2 separate regions of the Ovis aries genome follow, and region 1 is linked to region 2. The links are chromatin contacts, called in public Hi-C maps. All regions are on one chromosome and are shown on one strand. Each heading gives the region's core, a stretch centred on a gene start, on an enhancer-like site or on the middle of the called end of the contact. The rest is flanking DNA. Distances are from core to core; before and after follow the strand shown.

Evidence for each region. Hi-C and Micro-C count contacts between places; a contact is called where the count stands out from the background.
Region 1: a Hi-C map of hypothalamus shows a contact between it and region 2, with 2.5 times the contacts expected there. The contact joins the enhancer-like site here to the promoter of RASL11B in region 2. A contact is called at or near these places in 2 of 16 Hi-C or Micro-C datasets (hypothalamus and skin fibroblasts).

What each region holds. Positions count from the first base shown.
Region 1 is chr6:69,306,398-69,309,318 of ARS-UI_Ramb_v3.0, forward strand. All of the region lies in intron 5 of SCFD2 (sec1 family domain containing 2), which reads right to left. Among named protein-coding and RNA genes, the nearest start is that of RASL11B, 100 kb to the left of the region's middle. Within about 2 kb of position 1,559, at least 8 of the 54 cell types and tissues checked have an H3K27ac peak or open chromatin away from gene starts, as enhancers often do. A contact at or near this core is called in hypothalamus, where this site is marked.
Region 2 is chr6:69,202,705-69,205,906 of ARS-UI_Ramb_v3.0, forward strand. RASL11B (RAS like family 11 member B) reads left to right here and starts at 1,604. Exons shown (of 4, transcript XM_004009826.5): 1 at 1,604-1,955; 2 at 2,595-2,651. The coding sequence starts at 1,814.

The DNA of each region.
Region 1 (2,921 bases), core at 309-2,808, 100 kb after region 2:
TCGGAGAGGAGTACTGAAAGGATCAGCAGGACAGGAGCGGTATGGGGTCTGAGTTTAAAAAAAAAAAAGTGTTGGCAGCAGCTGCCAGCTCTCTGCTGCTGAGAATAGCAGCGATCCTCCTGACGTGGCAGTTTATGGACTCTCACAAATCCCGGCTGACCCCTCACAAAGGCGGGGGTCCAGACACCGAGCAGCTCCAATGGCCATCGCTCATCAAGCACATTTAGGAGCTTTTGTTCCCATCTCTTCTGCAGCCTCACAATGGCCAGCGCGCACCAGGTCCCACCGCAAGAAAGAAAGGGAGGTGGCGGCTCGTGGAGATCTCAGCAGAAGCATTTTCCTCGTGCCTGACTCCTCTGACCTGCTCATCGTTTGATTTTATCCACAGAGACGAGCTTGCACGTGCGGCTCTTAGTGCTGGTTTAGATGAAACCCCAGACCCAGTGGGGTCATGTGCTCACGTCAGACCAAGGTGATGCTTATATTTTCACGTGTTAATACAAATCTAAGTTAACCAGACCGAGCAGTACTCAGCCGGGGCTGTTTTTTATTAACTGGCTGGTCATTGCTGTTTTTAAGAGAGAGGGCCGTTAAACCCGACAGACGGCCCCCTTGTGCAGTCAAACAGTAAATGGGATTGTTAGGACTCCGGTTGCCATCTCCAGGCTCTCCTCGGAACACAAGCTCTTTGTACATGAGAAATAAAGTCAGACACAAAGGAGAAAAGGTTCATTTTCTCCTACTGCATCTAAAATGTTCCTTTAGACTGAAAGGGGCTATTCTGCTCCCCAAGGTGGGAAGGAAAAACAACGACACTCTGAGTGCAGTGAAAAAATACACCCCTGCATAAACATTTGATCCCGGTCTGCATGACAAGGTTACGAACTTGTGTTCACGTATTAAAAGCTGGCTGGGCTCTGAGGCCCTTGTTGATACTGTAAGGAAAGTACCACGCGTTTGTTTATTTCTGTTCAGGAAGGGAATTCACTGGGTTCTTACCCCAGCTGTCTTGGACCAAGTACTTCTCTCGCTTATTGACTGAGGGAGGGGCCCACTGGACAACGACTGTGTTGCTGTGCCTTTCGGCACTAACCTTCTATGACGCGGTGACTTTGTTCACGTGCTGGAGAGGTTCTCGTTACCGACCTTTCTTAGTGTTTCACACGCACTGCCAACAATTGACGGAGAAGGCAATGGCACCCCACTCCAGTACTTTTGCCTGGAAAATCCCATGGACGGAGGAGCCTGGTAGGCTGCAGTCCATGGGGTTGCTGGGAGTTGGACACGACTGAGCGACTTCACTTCCACTTTTTACTTTCATGCATTGGAGAAGGAAATGGCAACCCACTCCAGTGTTCTTGCCTGGAGAATCCCAGGGACGGGGGAGCCTGGTGGGCTGCTGTCTCTGGGGTCGCACAGAGTCGGACACAACTGAAGCGACTTAGCAGCAGCAGCAGCAGCAGCTAACAATTGACTTTTGTCTGCTTACTGTCTGAGCCAACATCTTCATGTCTGTGACAGACTGCCTCATTCACAGCCACCACAGGCCAAAGGTAAAGCTCCCACATGGGCAGCCTTAACCTGGGGGACAGCGGAGTCTCATGTCAGTCACCCATGTCGTAACTGCAGAATGAAAGCTTGTGGCTGGAGCTGAGGAAGAGGGGCTCTGCCCAGCTCCGCAGTACCTCTCTTCCTCCCCAGGGACACTTTGTCAGTCCATCCTGAATGACCCTGGTACCTTTTAGCAAGCTCTACAGATAACTAGAGTTCAAACAGGGAAATAATATATTTAAAATGGTAACAATAAGCTGATAATAATACATTAACCAGAACCTATTACATATTAATATTAGGCATGATGCAAGTGCTCTATGTGAACGTAATCCTCCCCAAAACCCTTGGAAATAGACAACGCTGTCACTCCTGCTTTACTGAATACAGAACTGAGGCCTACAGAGGTAAAGCCTTTATGGCTGTGTGATGCCCACAACTATTGGCTAAAGTTTCTTCCTGCCTAAAAGCCAGAGGTTGGCTGGGGGTCAGTATTTCCCAGAATGTGGTATGTGGACTACTGTCCCGAGTCACCAGGGGTGCTTATTGACCTGCAGACTCCTGGCTCCACCCCAGATAGGAATCCCTGGGGGTGAGGCCCAGGAATCTAACAAGAACCCCAGGTGATTCTTAAGCATATTAAGGTCTGAGAACCCCCAGGTGTATAATCCCCAAATTTCACCCAGCTCTACTATGATGGCCTGTGCTTTCCTTTTGTTAGAGACTCTTCAAGAATGCAAGCGTTCCTCTTCCATCCCACCCAGAATTAACCCTTAAATATCCCACACATTTTCTTTAGATCAGCTATAGACAACATGCAATCTTGTTTCATACAAGACACAAGCAAATTCTTTATTCTCTAAGATGTTTAAACCATACGAAACAAATCCCTCCCATTTAGAAGGAATGCAAAAACAAGATGACATGACCTTAGCCAAAAGAATTTTCTTAAAGGTATTTTACAAGTGGAAGTCCACACACATATGGAAGTAGTTACTGAGAAGAGTCACTGGACCAGGGAACATCGACAATGATCTCTCTCATTTCTCAGAGAAAGGGGGTGGGAGGAGAGAAGGTATTACTAAATCAACACACACACACACACACACACACACACACACACACACACACACACACATTCCAATCATACACATAGAAGACACAGGTAACACTGGGCTGTGAGAGAAGAGTGTGACAGCAAATAGGCCTTTTTCCACTAAAAACATGTTATCATCAGCCATGGTCTTGACTTTTCCTCCTAATTTATTTCCTTATTTCCCCTAAAAATGCCCTCTTACCTCTTGTTTTCATTTTTCCCTCTAGCTTGCCTTTTGGTCTCTTTATTTTTGTCCTTTCCTGCTGGCATCGAG
Region 2 (3,202 bases), core at 354-2,853:
CATTCTTGAGACCTCCCTAGAAGCCAGTCTTTCCTTGTGTTTATGGCTAAGGTTGTGTGTCTTGCTAATTATGTTGCCTTTTCTAGCAGACTTGCTGCCAAGCAACTTGAGATTACTCTCCTATTTTGTCCTTGAGTTCCTGCAAACACCTAAACCGTGACAGGCTAGAGAGTTCATCTCAGCATCTGAACTAGGTCAGCATCATAAATTCTGTCACATACCTGGTCAGTGAAGTCAAGGTTGGAAGGGGGAGCTGAACTAGATGCCTGATGTGTAGATAAGGGAATTGGTTTACTTTACTTTTACATTTTATCCTTTAATGTGGGTGTGGACACAGTGCCACAGTGCTTGCTCTCGTATACCTCTAGGATAAAAGCCTCTGGGAGATTTGGGGGCTGGCAAGGTTAGGGAGGTGGTGAGGAGAGGGGTGAGATGGGGGGATGGGTAAGCGGTCAGCCTGAGTGTCTGGTGACATTGTGCAGCAGTCCCAGCTACAGAACGTTGCTTGCATGGGGAATTCAGATGCCTTTCCTTGGTGAGGATGTGAGGGGTTGGAGCTTGGGATTTTATGAGCTCAAACTGGCATCAAGTCACTTAACTGACTGCCATTCCTCATAACCAGACTAAGTTCAGATGCTTTTTGCCTCCCAATCTGGTCCCCGAGACAGCTGGGGCAACCGTTTCTTTCCTTTTCACAGCTCCTGGAGGAGGTGTGAGGTGTGTGAGGCGCTAGAAAGCTTGTTCTATAATTACTTCTAGATTTGCCTCTGGGTGTGCTGTACAAGCACCCGACCATATGTGTGTTCACGTGAGCTTGTCACTCGGCCAACAAGAGGTAGAACAAGAAGGGTGACTTTATTTCCCACCACCACCACCCTCCCCACCCCCACAACCCGCCAAAGTCAACGTCAAAGTGGGAGTGGGTACCGAGTCTTTTAATAGATTGCCATTGTAGTCAAATCTGTGATCCGGGATATGCCACCACGGATGCACCCGAGTCAATGTCTCTCAAATTTAGGAGACAAGCACGCAGCTGGACAGCCAGACGAGAGACCCCGAGGGCTCACACCCTAGAGGGCCCGGCCCCCTGGGCGCAGGTTCCCTGAAGGTGGGCGGGGCTGGGCCCAGAGGTCCGCAGGCTGCAGGGAGTAGGCGGGCGGGCTGGTCATCCGGGAGGGTGAAGATGCCTAGGAAAGCTCATGAGGGACTGGGGCGGCGCTCTTGTGGGCTGGCAGGTAGCCAGGGTGCAGACATCTCCCACCGCCGACCCCAGACCCAGCCTCGCTTCCCCAACCCCACAGCCACAGCATCTGCCCCGTGCCGGTGCAGCAGGACCTAGGCCCGCGCCCGGCGCTGTTGTCCCCGGCGCCAGCCATTGGCTGCGCGGTCGCCTCCAGCCCCCCCGTTACCCGCTCCCAGGCTGCCTGTCCCATTTCCCCCACGCCTCACGGGGCCCCGCACTGGCTCCGAGAGACCCCAGGGGCGCGGCGCGCTAGGAGCGGCGCCGTGGGCGGGGCCTCGCGCAGGACGCCCCGGGATTGGCCGCGGGAAGCAAGGGGTGGGGCCGGTCGCGGAGAAAACAGCGCGCGCGCAACCCGGCTGCAGTCCCAGCCGGGAGCCTGAGCCTGCTGTAGTTGGCCTCCGCGTTCTCTTCGGTGCCTTTTTTTTTTTTTTTCTTTTCCCCTTTCTTTTTCTTTTCTTCTTTTCAACCGCGGAGTCCTCTGCCTGGTCCTCCCGCCGCTGTCGCGCAGCGCGATCCTCTTCCTGCTCAGCAGGTCCCGTCCCCCGCGGTGAAGCCCCGGCCGAAGCGGCGATGCGCCTCATTCAGAACATGTGCACCATAGCCGAGTACCCCGCCCCGGGCAGCGCAGCCGCAGCAGATTTCTGCCTGGGGGCCGCAGGCCGCCGCCTGGTCAAGATCGCCGTAGTGGGCGCCAGTGGCGTGGGCAAGACTGGTGAGTCTTCGCGCTCCGGCGAGAACCCGCTTAACTCTCTGTCTGGAGTTCGGCGGCCCCCGCTGGCAGTTTCGACTAAACCCGGCTTGGAGTAGAGGTTGGAGCTGCAACCGGACCGCCTACCCTCTCCTATTGATCCGCGGTCCCTGGGGAAGGACCTTAGATAGCTTCGTTTCCACTCCCCCTTCCTTCATCAGATGAGGGGAACAAACTGATCCTAAATGGCTTGACGGCCCTCTGCACAACCGACACAACTGGGATTCGAAGTTTTGGGTTCTTGAGCCCCTGGCAGTATCTGGCACAGAAATGGGAGTCAGTGAACGTAACCCTTCCTAGAGCTCTTTAAGGTTAGGAAAGACATTTGTCTGCGGGCAGGCTTAGGTGTGGCTCGGCCGGGCTCGGAGAATGGGGGTGGGCCAAATGACCCTTCCAGCTGGACAGAGCCATAATTCACAATGCCTCCTAGCCCCCTCGCCGTTGTGTCTGGAAGTAGGGTCAGGGAGCTGCAGGGTAGGAATTTCATTTGGTGGTTGGCTTTTCCTGAGAGTTGTTTTTTAGAGTAGGGGTTAAAGGGGGGAGACCAATCTAACTTCTTGTGCCAAGGCTAACCCCCTTTCCTTTCTCTTTTCTGACCTGCAGCTCTCGTGGTCCGGTTCCTCACCAAACGATTCATCGGCGACTATGAAAGAAATGCAGGTGAGGAAATGTATTTGAAGAAAGTGCTGTCAGCCTGCGCTAGTACTGCTGTTCCCATTTTATAAGTGTCTACCAGGCAGAGTGACAGCTAGAGCACTGGGATCCTACCCCTTCCAACTTTCCTAGCCCCCTCCTGTGTGCCCCCCCTTCCCATAACTGCCATCTGGCCTCATTCCATTCCAAGCCCATTCATCATTTTATCAAGGGCCTGAAAGTATTCTCCTTGGTATGTTTTAACTATAGGGACCCCAGTTGGAAGCACCCTTTGTACTCAAGAGCCTCTCCCTTCAAAACACTCCTGCGAAAGTCATAAAAAAAAAAAAAAAAAAAAAAAGATGGCCAGCGCCTACCCCCACCCCTCGCCTTCTCTGTTGGCTGCCTTTCAGAGGTGACCTTTTAAAGCAGAGGCCAAAGGAGCGCAGTTGTAAACCTAAAGTTCTCTTTTTATAACAAAGAAAAATAACTACATGGTAAAATTTTAGGAGGAGAGTTCCTGAATAAATGATTGGACACCCTTTCAATTCCTGTGATTAAGGATATCCACTGGGGAG